Linked DNA regions of Salvelinus alpinus: regions 1 and 2 are each linked to region 3. A link is a contact called in public Hi-C data. All regions are on one chromosome and are shown on one strand. Each heading gives the region's core, a stretch centred on a gene start, on an enhancer-like site or on the middle of the called end of the contact. The rest is flanking DNA. Distances are from core to core; before and after follow the strand shown. Region 1 holds the start of LOC139546761 (rho-related GTP-binding protein RhoE). Region 2 holds the start of LOC139546760 (B-cell receptor CD22-like). Region 3 holds the start of LOC139546763 (cobalamin trafficking protein CblD-like).

Evidence for each region. Hi-C and Micro-C count contacts between places; a contact is called where the count stands out from the background.
Region 1: a Hi-C map of red muscle shows a contact between it and region 3, with 7 times the contacts expected there. The contact joins the promoter of LOC139546761 here to the promoter of LOC139546763 in region 3. A contact is called at or near these places in 2 of 3 Hi-C or Micro-C datasets (muscle and red muscle).
Region 2: a Hi-C map of muscle shows a contact between it and region 3, with 13 times the contacts expected there. The contact joins the promoter of LOC139546760 here to the promoter of LOC139546763 in region 3. A contact is called at or near these places in 2 of 3 Hi-C or Micro-C datasets (muscle and red muscle).

The regions. Positions count from the first base shown.
Region 1 is chr20:36,030,296-36,035,064 of SLU_Salpinus.1, reverse strand. It overlaps LOC139546761 (rho-related GTP-binding protein RhoE), which reads right to left and starts at 2,208. Exons shown (of 5, transcript XM_071355515.1): 1 at 1,889-2,208; 2 at 1,529-1,616. The coding sequence starts at 2,038.
Region 2 is chr20:35,957,111-35,961,638 of SLU_Salpinus.1, reverse strand. LOC139546760 (B-cell receptor CD22-like) reads left to right here and starts at 1,696. Exons shown (of 7, transcript XM_071355513.1): 1 at 1,696-2,111; 2 at 2,342-2,415; 3 at 2,712-3,062; 4 at 3,242-3,499; 5 at 3,598-4,024; 6 at 4,140-4,203; 7 at 4,318-4,528. The coding sequence starts at 2,361. It also overlaps the pseudogene LOC139547113.
Region 3 is chr20:36,198,379-36,202,978 of SLU_Salpinus.1, reverse strand. LOC139546763 (cobalamin trafficking protein CblD-like) reads right to left here and starts at 1,359. Exons shown (of 7, transcript XM_071355517.1): 1 at 1,181-1,359. The coding sequence starts at 1,222.

The DNA of each region.
Region 1 (4,769 bases), core at 959-3,458, 170 kb after region 3:
GAGCATCACCCAGGTGGGTGCTACATGTTCGGCAATGGAAGACCAGTACCCTACCTACGGAGGAGCGACGTTTGGAGGAAGTGACAGTCAAAAGCAGGTGTGAGGCACTGATGAAGAGTTCCAGGCCTGTTTGTCTTTGTTTTTTATTGGCTGTAACAATGCCCCCTCCACTGCATTCCCAAGCCAAACTACCTCAACTCCTGGCCTTTCTGTCATTCAAAGCCAACTAGAGAAATTCAGTCATCTCAATTTGAATGTGTTCAATACATCCTCACGCTAGAGTGGTCCATAACATTCCAAGGATGCAGTGTCAGATTAAACTCTGGATATTCCTTGCCACCTACTGGGCTAGTTTAATGTATTGACGACCAGTCAAATTAAGATTAAGCTAGGCACACAGTCTGATTTTTTACAAGCTTTTAAAATGTGGTGAAGAAATGTTTACTCTAATTCATGGCAATGCTCACATTCCACCGTGCCAGTCCATATTCCACATTCGGGCCCTGTAGTGCAGTGTTAGTAGGCTCTTATGTCTATCTACACTAGACAAAAATATAAACGCAACATGCAAAGTGTTGGTCCCATGTTTCATGAGCTGAAATAAAAGATCCCAGAAGTTTTCCATATGCTCAAAATGCTTAATTTCAACAAATTAAACATTTGTTTACATCCCTGTTAGTAAGCATTTCTCCTTTGCCAAGATAATCCAGCCACCTTACAGGTGGCATATCAAGAAGCTGACTAAAGAGTTAGCTCTTATACAGGTGCACCTTGTCCTTAGGACAATAAAAGGCCACTAAAATGTCACAACGCTTGAGATCTCAAGTTGCGGGATGGTGGAATTGCTGACTGCAGGCATGCTGGCTGCAGGAATGTCCATCAGAGAAGTGGCCAGAATTCAAATTGTATTCCTCTACCATAAGCCGCTTCCAATGTCAGTTTAGAAAACATCCAACCGACCTCACAACCGCAGACCATTTGGCCTCCCGAGTAGCGCAGCAGTCTAAGGCACTGCATCTCAGTGCAAGGGGTGTCACTACAGTCCCTGGTTTGAATCCAGGCTGTATCACATCCAGACATGATTGGGAGTCCCATAGGGCAGTGCACAATTGGCCCAGCGTCATCCGGGTTAGGCCTTCATTCTAAACAAGAACTTGTTCTTAACTGACTTGCCTAGTTAAATATACATGTATGGCTTGTTAATGTCAACATTGTGAACAGAGTGCCCCATGGTGGCTGTGGGTTTATGGCATGGGCAGGCATAAGTTAAACACAATTGCATTTGATCTATTGGCAAATTGAATTGTGAAGGCAATTTTTTTTAAAGACATCTAACCAACAAATGCATCTATTCCCAGTCATGTGAAATCCATAGATGAGGTCCTAATTTATTTTAATTGACAGATTACCTCATATGAACTGTAACTCAGTAAAATCGTTGAAGTGGTTGCCTTTATATTTTTGTTCAGGATAGAATGCTGTAGTGATTAAATAGATATTATTTTAATATCATTCAAAAAGTTCTCACCTGAAGTGTCCCAGAGACTGAGTTCTATTCTTTGCGTGTCGATTTCAAAACTGGCTGTGTAGTTCTCAAACACCGTTGGGACATAGTTCTATAAAATAAAGAATTTGCAAAACATCATTATGTTGATCATAAACGTTATCCAATATACCAAGATGAGCTGTACTCAAAACACTAACATTATCCATCGTAATTTAACCTCTCTCTGCAACCAGTCAATTTGAATCACTTGGTCTGTGCGTAAAAGTGCACAAAAGTTCAGAAGATATCATTTTCCAACACTACCCCTCGGGTAACGACTCGTAAATGGCACAAAACACGCAAATTAGTTAACTCATCCAAAAGACATAACACTAGTCCTACCTCTGGAAAGCAATCTTTTGCAAAGACGTGAAGTAGAGCAGTTTTTCCACACTGACTGTCCCCAACGACAACGATTTTACACTTCACGCTCTGGTTAGGATCCATCTCGGATTTCGGTGAAAGCTTTTGACCAGATCCTGTATCCTTCATTGATTTTTCTGATGTCTATAGATAAGCTCCGCACCAAAATCAGCTCCCCATAACAATCACTACTGTCCTGTGATATTGTTAGCTGCGTCCTCTATTCACCGGTACACTACTGTCGATATTGTCAGCAACGTCCTACACACACCGGTAAACTACTGTTGATCGTGCAAAGCAACGGAACACAGGGGGTTTATATACGAGACGCTAAACCAATCAGCTGCCTCTGTCATTTGATGAAGTAGTAGTCCGCCCCTTTCTCCCTCGTGGAGACGTCAACATTACCACGTGAACAGCGCCCTCTATTTGTCGGTATTCCCTACCATGCTCTCAGAGGAGAGGACAAGCAAGATGTGTTCAGAGGTGAAAAGAAGCTAGCAAATGTCCATAGTAAAAAACTAGCAAAAGAGTCATTATCATTGTGGCTGATTAAGTCGGATACCTCAAGATAAGGTAATAATACAGTTACTTAACGGTCCATTATGTAATTCAGAAATACCTGGAAGGCTGGCACAACATGTGCTGAACATCTGGTGAACTAAAAAGCACATAACTCATGTTCAGAAACTTGTGGCTGATGCAACAACTTCGTGATGTTCCCTCAGGGCGAAACACAGCACTGGCAGCACATGGATTGTCATCACTAGTTACCACAGCCACAAAGTCATAAACCCGGTCTATTTCTACGACCTTATGCCTAACCCCAACTTTAAATTAAGACCAAAAAGCACATTTTTGTTTTCATAATTTCTGAGTTTGTGGCTGTGGTAACTGGAAACCCCATGAATGGAGAGTGGCGCTTAAATTATTTTATATATTTTTAAACTTCTGGTAGGTCTGCTTCTACATCTGGTAACAGAGAGGCGGGCCAAACCCCTCTGTTGTGTCTTAGTCAAATGTCAAGGGAGGGAGGACAAAGAGATTCATTAAATTAACCTTGGAATTAACGGATGAAGGACACTGGAATGGTTCAAGACTAAGAGGGATGGAAATTACATTTGATTTGGATTATTAAGTAGGCCTATTCATCAGTGTTGAGATGGGGGATCACTGCCATCCAGGCCCTCTACACCAGGCGGTGTCAGAGGAAGGCCCCAAAAAATGGTCTAAGACTCCAGCCACCCAAGCCATAGACTGTTCTCTTCACTACCGCACGGCAAGCGGTACTAGTGCACCAAGTCTGTAACCAACAGGACCCTGAACAGCTTCTACTCCAAGCCATAAGACTACTAAATAGCTAACCAATTGGCTACTCGGACTACCTGCATTGACCCTTGTTTTGCACTAACTCTCTTGCACTGACTCTACCCACACACTCACACTGACACCCCAACAAACACATACACACAGCACGCGCACACATGCATCCTGACGCGACACACACTCACACACACACACACACACACCACGTTTTCTGCTACTACTGTCTTATCTATCCTGTTGCCTAGTCACCCCTACCTATATGTACATAGCTACCTCAATTACCTCATACCCCTGCACAACGACTCAGCACTGGTACTCCCTTGCATATAGCCATGTTACTTTCACTCGTTATTGTTATTCAATGTGTATTTATTCCTCATGTCACTATTTCTATATTTGATTAAATTTTGTATCTTTATCTTAACTCCGCATTGTTGGAAAAGGACCCTTAAAGTAAGCATTTCACTGTTTACACCTTCTATCTCAAGGCCATCAGACTGTTAAACAGCCATCACTAGCGCATTAGAGGCTGCTGCCTATAGGCATAGACTAGGAATCACTGGCCACTTTAAGGAATGGAACACTAGTCACTTTAATCATGTTTACATATCTGGCATTACTCATCTCATACACTACCGTTGAAAAGTTTGTTTTGAAAGAAAAGCAAAAATGTTGTCCATTAAAATAACATCAAATTGATCAGAAATACAGTGTAGACATTGTTAATGTTGTAAATTACTATTGTAGCTGAAAACATCAGATTTTTAATGGAATATCTAAACTGCAAAAAAATAAATATCCTCTCACTGTCAACTGCGATTATTTTCAGTAAACTTAACATGTGTAAATATTTGTATGAACATAACAAGATTCCACAACTGAGACATAAACTGAACAAGTTCCACAGACATGTGACTAACAGAAATGGAATAATGTGTCCCTGAACAAAGGGGGGGTCAAAATCAAAAGTAACAGTCAGTTTCTGGTGTGGCCACCAGCTGCATTAAGTACTGCAGCGCATCTCCTCCTCATGGACTGCACCAGATTTGCCAGTTCTTGCTGTGAGATGTTACCCCACTCTTCCACCAAGGCACCTGCAAGTTCCCGGACATTTCTGGGGGGAATGGCCCTAGCCCTCACCCTCCGATCCAACAGGTCCCAGATGTGCTCAATGGGATTGAGATCCGGGCTCTTCGCTGGCAATGGCAGAACACTGACATTCCTGTCTTGCAGGAAATCACACACAGAACGAGCAGTATGGCTGGTGGCATTGTCATGCTGGAGGGTCATGTCAGGATGAGACTGCAGGAAGGGTACCACATGAGGGAGGAGGATGTCTTTTCTGTAACGCACAGCGTTGAGATTGCCTGCAATGCCAACAAGCGCAGTCCGATGCTGCGACACACCGCCCCAGAACATGACAGACCCTCCACCTCCAAAATCAATCCCGTTCCAGAGTACAGGCCTCGGTGTAACGCGCATTCTTTCGACGATAAACACAAATCCGACCATCACCCCTGGTGAGACAAAACCG
Region 2 (4,528 bases), core at 447-2,946, 240 kb after region 3:
ATGAAAACAGTGTGTAAGAGACAGAGACAGTGTGTAAAATGACTTAATACTGAGACTCTCTCCAATACAACCCAACATTGCAGAGTTATGTGCATCCTTTCACGCACACCCTTCTCATTAACCTGTGGTGAGTTATTCACAATTTTCGATGAACAAATAAAGTTTTATATGTAAGATGGCTAAATAAAGAGCAAAACTATTGATTATTATTATTTTATTATTTGTGCCCTGGTCCTAATAAGAGCTCTTTGTCACTTCCCACAAACCGGGTTGTGACAAACTCACACTCATTCTTATGTTTAATAAATGTATTGTATATTGTGTGTGTGGCAGGCTTACAATGATGGCAAAAAACAACATTTGAGAACTGACCCTGGTGCTAGAGGGGGTACGCAGCTGGAGGTTGAATGTTTGAAGGGGTACGGGACTATAAAAAGTTTGGGAACCACTGCCTTAGACAATACAATTCTCAAATGTATCACGGTTTTAATACTGATCATTAAGGTTACCCATCAAATATATTGATGACTAATTTCATGATGACAGATTAAAATCCTTGGTTTGAAGTTGAGCATAAAAAATGTGTCCTTGATTCATACCAAAGATGCTTGGCACAGAAAAAGAGGCATAGCGTCCTTAGATGTAAACAAGAGTATTGTGCATTTTTATTTGCATCAGGTGTGTGTTTAAGTTGTGTGTTTAAGTTGTCTACCTTTCTGATTCTAAGACTGCAGGGAGGGAGATGCAACAAAGGACAGCAGACAATGGACGGGTGAGTTCAGATCAAATAGTATTTGTTTTCTATCAGATTATCTACATTATATTGCTTCTATTATTTTACTTTAATCGTCTTATCAAGGTAAAATAGCTTTAGCTTGTTAAGAGAAAAACAAGAAAAAAAGTAATTATCAGTCAATAAAGGATATTTAGGCTTGCTTACTTTTTGCAGCTTGATAGTAGCTTGTTCCATGTGATTGTACTGCATTTGAGGATTTGTTCTGCATATGAATCTCATTGTAAAACATTTTGTTTTGCATTACTGTTTCCATATGTGTTATGTACTAGCATGTAATACAACATTAGTCTCATTGCTTGATACCTCCCAATTGCAGTATCAGGTGTAATCTATTCTTCATCATAGTAACCACATTTTTTCTATCATGTTCTATTCAATCTGCTCTGTTAACAGATCTGTAGGCATAGGTGACATCATCAGTTGTTCTGCTTCTAGCGTCTCTGGGTCTTTGAAAAGTGCCATATAAGTCTGTTGTGGTGTTCTGATTATTATAATGATCCTAATGATGATGATTGTAATTATTATTATTAGGTAGAATGCATCTGTCACATCTGCTCCTGCTACGCCCTCTGGTGGTTGTCCGTTGTCTCCTTGACCTACAGTTCTTTCCCTGTACTCTCTCTCTCTCTCTCTCTCTCTCTCTCTCTCTCCCTCTCTGTTTAATTGTGTGGTTGGAGACAGGTGTGCTGGAGTCAGAGCAGATCCCTACCAGCTGCAACTCATCCATAAATCAAGCTCTACATATACCCATTCCTGCCACTTCTACTCTGCCAGGTCGTAATCTCTGCTCAGTCAGTTATTCTTCTAGCCTTTTGTCTTTTCTCAAGATCCTGTTGCTCTGCTGTGCTTGTTTCCCTGCCTAACACCATTTTTTGTCCTCTCCTTGCAGTGCTGCTCTGTCTCTGGCTCCTGTCTCCTGTTCCACATCTCATCCCCAACTACCTTGCTCTGGATTTCACTCCCCACCATTACCTTGGATTCCTCTCAGGACCTGTTCCCCTGTTCTACTCAGGCAACTCCAACCTCATTCTACACTCCTGTTTTTCTGCAACTCATCTGAGCTACCCCGGTTCTGCACTTCATATTTCTCTGTGTTCAATAAACATTTCGGTGTATTCATCCCGGCTTCCTCTTCTGAGTCCGCTCTTGGGTTCCCTCCCTTCGCTCCTCGTAACAGCATCATGCATGTTAATGTCTAAAGTGGAAGGACAGTTCTGTATCAGCTACTTTCAATATGTGCCAACCACACTTAGTTCTTGTTTCCACTCACTACTAGTCAGTTGATTTACTGTACAAGTCCTTTCCACTTCACTCTGTAAGTATGTGTGACAATATCTTTTAACATTGTGTTTAATTTGATGTTTTTAGTAATAAACCATATATTGTGATAATGATAGGGTCGTTGGCCTTAACGCTATGGTCAGAATTAGGGGGGAAAATGTATTTAGAGCAATACATATATAATACTGTTGTGTGCTAAGTATCAAGTGTAGTTATTCACCAGTTATAAAGTGTGTTTTAGTTGTCTACCTTTCTGTTTGTAAGACTGCATGGAGATGCAACAATGGCATTGAGAACAGCAGGAAGTGTGTTGATGGTCTTTATCTGGTCTGAGACAGGTATGGTCTCATTCCTAACCTTTCAGTAATCATCCTTTTCCTATCCTTTGCTATTCAATCTATAGACATTTCTAAACAATTCTAACAATTCACAATACGTTGCTTCTCAATGTTAATTTGGTGTAAATTATTAATTTCCTTGTTAATATTTAGATTTGCTCTTCACACCTCACATACAGTATATGCTTGTGGTTTCCATTCGCTCATCTCTCCGCAACTGTGGAAGAAATTGGGTGTGGGCCATGGGTTTCTTTAATGGTTCTTTAGTTGCCCTGTGATGTGTGACTGTGTTGCAGTGGTACTGGGTCAGAATGGCTGGAGGGTGACTTACAACCCTCAGAATATCTGTACCTTGAAGAGGTCAACAGTGAATCTGACCTGCTCTTACACATATCCCAGAGGTCATACAGTCACAGAGACATCATGGTTCTATAGATGGTCTGTTGTGAAACCTCAGAATGATGATCGTGTGGAATACTATGGGGACAGAGTGAACGACTGCACCCTGAGAATCACAGACCTGAGAGAGAGCGACTCAGCTGAGTACTGGTTCACATTCGAGACTCAGATCATACAAGGTCATGTTTTTCAAAGTGTGAGAAGTGAGAGCTATTCTGGCAGTCCTGGAGTCAGGCTGTCCGTCACAGGTACACTATTTTGTAACGCTTTATCAATTACATTCAAGTCTTTGGAAATCTGTTTTAATTTGATATTATACAGTACATTAGGAATGACAGTCTGTATATAATATGGACGTCTCGTGTCATTTGATTACAATGGTTGTTGGGTAAGTTGATAAGGTTATAATGTTTGTTTTTAATCACAGGCCTGAAGGCAACATTTCAAACTATAGTGACAGAGGGACAGCCTGTGACACTGACCTGTAGCACCACCTGTACTCTGACTGACAACCCCAACCCCACCTACATCTGGAACAAGAACAGACAACGTCTCACAAACCCAAAGACCAAAAATAACTACTTGTACCTAGACCCAGTCAGCAGTGAGGATACAGGCAGATACTCCTGTGCTGTAAACGGCCATGAGAATCTCCCCTCTGCTGAAGAGACTCTCACTGTCAGATGTGAGTACAATAAATATATATAATCTAACTGTAATTTAATTCTAGTATTATATTTTGGGTACACTGTGTGTTCATTTGTATGTCATTCCCAACACTAGATGGCCCAAAGAGAGTGTCAGTATCAGTCAGTCCTTCTGGTGAACTAGTGGAGGGCAGTTCAGTGACTCTGACCTGCAGCAGTGATGCCAACCCACCTGTGGACAAATACACCTGGTACAAGAAGAATGTTACCCAACCAAAAGCGTCAGGGCAGAGTTATAGCATCACTAACATCAGCTCTGAGGACAGTGGAGAATACTACTGTGAGGCTGAGAATACAATTGGAGCCCAGATATCTACACCTCAATTGATCATGGTAGCCGGTAAGATGTGTTTTTATTTTAAATTTCAAGTTACACTATCAGATAACATTCATATCATTCTTTATGCTTTAGGGAAACAAGCTTCTGTGAAGAATGCATCTATAGGAATCATAGTGGTGGTTCTGGTTCTCATCCTCTGTCTCTCTGTCCTTATGTGGTTCAGGTGAGTGTGAATAATTTACCTCTTTTTTTACATTATGTTTTTTATAATTGATCTTGATTGATTTGAATTGATTCATTCATTCATATGTTCATTCATTCTTTAATTTACAAAACAGGAAGAAGGCCTCCAAATCCACCTCCGACACAAGAGACAGAAGAGACACAGTAGGCAATGGACAGGTGAGTGTTGGAATCAGTTGACTGAGAACTAAAGTGGTCTTTGAAGAGATGGACTCAATGACTGTGGTATTACTTTATTTTTCAACCCTCATGTTGTCTGTCCTCTCTCATCAGGGAGACTCTAGTCCCGTGTATGACAACATCTCAGGCATGGCCATGACCCATACTGCAGCACCGACAGTGGACACAGACAACCAGGATAACGTTCACTGCGCCAGCACCCAACACAGAAACCAGGAAGTGCCTGAATACTCCACTGCCCAACCGTCTCAACCCCAGAAACAGGAGGAGGATGTCCAGTACGCTGCTGTGAAAGTTAACCACA
Region 3 (4,600 bases), core at 110-2,609:
AACCGTTTACTCCAAATGCTCTTGCAACATGACGTAAAAGATGTTGGGTTCTTAAATGGAATTTGTAGTTCATTTTAATGTTATGGCAAAGACAGTAAGTACTGTATGGTTTCCTGACCATTCCAATCTGAATAGTCTGTGAAGTGTTTGGCACAAGCTTCACAACTATAAATTATACATTCTTCCATGCTCTAAAGTGGAGTGAAGTCCACAGGGTTCCTTCCACCTTCGTTTCCCAACAGCCCAAATGTTTTGCAACAGAATCCAACTAATGAATACACCCCTGCTCGCTAAACTGCAGTACATATATTTTCAGTTTACATAGGGACGGCAGGTAGCCTAGTGGTTAGAGCTGACAAGGTAAAAATCTGTCGTTCTGCCCCTGAACAAAGCAGTTAACCCAGTGTTCCCCGATAGGCCGTCATTGTAAATAAGAATTTGTTCTTAGCTGACTTACCTAGTTAAATAAAGGTTAAATAAAATAATTTAAAAAATTGGTTTGATATTTGGAGTTTGCTCATCAATAACTCTACGACTGTCCCTAAACCACCTGAGCGCCAATTGATGGGTGGTATATCTGGAATCAGATAACAATAGAGCACAAAATACAGCCTTTTTCCCCTCAGTTTTGTTTACAAAAAGTGACTTATGTGCTGGCTGCTAAGGGATCATCTTAAAAGTGCGATCAGCCAAATCTGGTATTCACAGAACAATTACATTTTAAAATGTTAACTGACTTGCCTAATTAAATAAAGGTTAAATACTTTTAAAAAATGGGTCTTAGTAGTTAGAGCTAAGTAATTAAAATGAGGCCCTATGTAGTGTGTAATCTGCATATAGGGCTAACCCTCCTGAAAGGGAATGTAAAAACGTATATTTTGTTTACATTCAATCCCCAATATTGCACTTTTACGACTGTCCCTAAACCACCTGAGCGCCAGAAATCAGCATAATGCCTCCTTCTCTGTTAAGGAAAGTGCTCTCTAACATCATCTGATTCTCGATATATCCTATCATCATCCTATGACTCCGTCTGAGAGCTATTGACGAGAAAACTCCGAATATCGAAAGTAAAACCAAATTTAATGAGGTGCAAGACAACACAGCTAACGTACTAGCTAGCTCTACGTTAGCCGATTTATATTAGTTTAGGCTCTGACAATAAATGTAATATATTTACCTTAAATAAATTCGTTGAAGAATATCCCCTTCTTGCAAACATAAATCAATACAATACGTTGAAAAGATGAATAAGTCTTATCTGTGTTTATCCTTGACCTAACTTTAGCTCGCCTGCCATCTATCTGCTTCACCTTTCGTTGTGCACATGCGCGCTTACGTGAGTAAATGACGGGACCCTGCGAGCGACCAAAATGGCTTGACGTAACAAGGTTGCAAAAAATAAATAACATCAAAATGCAGAATCATGTTTGCACACTAGATGTCGTTATATCCCTATCCATGAGTGGCAGCATGTACCTACAGATTGATCCCTGCAAAGGCAATTCTAAGGAGAGTTTCAGACAAAAATGAATGTGAAAGTTTTCGTCAGTGTTTCTTGTGGCACTGTAATTAGTGGCTAACCTGTATAATGTATAAAATAATCCTCAAACTCCCGTTCAGATGAGAGCTTTGTACCTGAAGAGCAGTGCTAGAGGTGCCCCTACTGACCCTGGTTCGATTCTAGGCTGTTTCACAACCGTCCATGATTGGGAGTACCATAGGGCGGCGCACAATTGGCCCAGTGTCGTGCAGGTTAGGATTTGGCAGGGGTAGGCCGTCATTGTAAATAAGAATTTGTTCTTAACTGACCTGCCTAGTTAAATATAGGTAAAATATAGAGGTTGCTGTGCTAATGAGGGCATTCGATTAATGAACCGGGTTAACATAAAATTTGGAACGTTCTGATTTGAGAAGGGCGGTCTCTCACCACTTTTGCCTGTTCACGCCCGTTAATCAAACTCCCTCATTGTATTTATTTGAGTGCAACCGTTCTGTGGACCAGTCTGTTGAGAACAAATGTTTGTTCTTGAAGTGCAGTCGCATAAACCTTCAAGCGCTATTATGAAACTGGCTCTCATGAGGACCGCCACAGGATAGGAAGACCCAGAGATACCTCTGCTGCAGAGGATAAATTCATTAGAATAACTGCACCTGAGATTGCAGCCCAAATAAATGCTTCACAGAGTTCAAGTACAGACACAGTTCAACATCAACTGTTCAGAGAAGACTGCACGAATAAGGCATTCATGGTCGAATTTCTGCAATGAAACCACTAATAAAGGACACCAATAAGAAGAAGAGACTTCCTTGGGCCAAGAAACACGAGCAATGGACATTAGAACAGTGGAAATCTGTCCTATGGTCCAAATTTGAGATTTTTGGGTCCAACCGCTGTGTCTTTGTGAGACGCAGAGTAGGTGAACGGATGATATCAAATCAAATCAAGTTTATTTTATATAGCCCTTCGTACATCAGCTAATATCTCGAAGTGCTGTACAGACACCCAGCCTAAAACCCCAAACAACAAGCAATGCAGGTGTAGAAGCACGGCAAGCAATGCAGGTGTAGATATCCATGTGTGTGGTTCCCACAGTGAAGCATGGAGGAGGAGGTGTGATGGTGTGGGGGTGCTTTGCTGGTGACACTGTCAGTGATTTATTTAGAATTCAAAGCACACTTAACCAGCATGGCTACCACAGCATTCTGCAGCGATATGCCATCCTATCTGGTTTTCGGTTAGTGGGACTATCATTTGATTTTCAACAGGACAATGACCCGAACTCCCGGGTGGCGCAGTGGTCTAAGGCTCACTGCATCGCAGTGCTAGCCGTGCCACCAGAGGTTCTGGGTTCAAGCCCAGGCTCTGTCGCAGCCGGCCGCGACCGGGAGGTCCATGGGGCGACGCACAATTGGCCTAGCGTCGTCCGGATTAGGGAGGGTTTGGCCGGCAGGGATATCCTTGTCTCATCGCGCACTAGCAACTCCTGTGTTGGGCCAGGCGCAGTGCACGCTGACCAGGTCGCCAGGTGCACGGTGTTTCCTCCGACACATTGGTGCGGCTGGCTTCTGGGTTGGATGTGCATTGTGTCAAGAAGCAGTGCGGCTAGGTTGGGTTGTGTTTCGGAGGACGCATGGCTCTCGACCTTCGCCTCTCCCGAGTCCGTACGGGAGTTGCAGCGATGAGACAAGACTGTAACTACTACAAATTGGATACCACGTAATTGGGGAGAAAAAAGGGGGTAAAAAAATAATTTGAAAAAAAAAACAGGATAATGACCCAAAACACACCTCCACGCTGTGTAAGAGCTATTTGACCAATAAGGAGAGTGTTGGAGTGCTGCATCAGATGACCTCCACAATCACCCGACCTAAACCCAATTGAGATGGTTTGGGATGAGTTGGATCTCAGAGTGGAGGAAAATCAGCCAACAAGTGCTCAGCATATGTGGAAACTCCTTCAAGACTGTTGAAAAAGCATTCCGGGTGAAGCTGGTTGAGAGAATGCCAAGTGTGTGCAAAGCTGTCATCAAGGCAAAGGGTGGCAACTTTGAAGAATCTAAAATATGTTTTGATTTGTTTAACACTTTTTTGGTTACTACATGATTCCATATGTGTTATTTCATAGTTTTGATGTCTTCACTATTATTGTACAATGTAGAAAATAGTCAAAATAAAGAAAAACCCTTGAATGAATAGGTGTGTCTAAACTTTTGAATGAAACTGTATATATATATAAAATATCTAATATCTACTCAGCCTGGAAGATGAAGCCGTTTGCATCTGAGAATATTATTCACAATGTGCAAGTAATGAAGAACGTTTATAACAGATATCAAGAGCTTGATATGAAGTAAACTGAAACAAAACTGCTGCATGATGCCAAAGCTGACCTCTACCCCCTCACCCTGTCCCCCACGTCCTCTGAAACCATAACAAGCTACACTGTGAAATTAACTTGCTTGTCATTCAGCCGCTGAAGAGTTGGAAGTTAATTGAAAGGCTGGTCTCCTCCCTCTGTGTCAGAGGGGTCACGATGTTATGGAGTAATGGTCATTATTAGGTGAAAGAGGTTCCACTGAGGACAGAGAGAGGAGAGATAGAGAGAGAGAGGAGAGATAGAGAGAGAGAGAGAGAGAGAGAGAGAGAGAGAGAGAGAGAGAGAGAGAGAGAGAGAGAGAGAGAGAGAAAGAGAGAAAGAGAGAGAGAGAGAGAGAGAGAGAGAGAGAGAGAGAGAGAGAGAGAGAGAGAGAGAGAGAGAGAGAGAGAGAGAGAGAGAGAGAGAGAGAGAGAGAGAGAGAGAGAGAGAGAGGGGTAACTAACCTGTGACTGGCCTGTCCAGATTAACCCCATAACCTTGACGCTGGCCCCCTCCACAGCAGGGGCATTGTCATTAAAGCCAGGAGTCACGCTGGGGGTCAGTGCTCTCTCTCATCTCAGAGCGTCCCCATGGACAATTAACCTGACAGGTTGTCACTCTGAGGAGCATAAGTCTTCACTGTGGACCTATAGGTCTCTATAGGTCCCTATAGGAGCTCATCCAACTTTAACATTCAGTCTGCAGCAGCTTTCTGTGTGAGGAAACCCAGCTAGCACATTT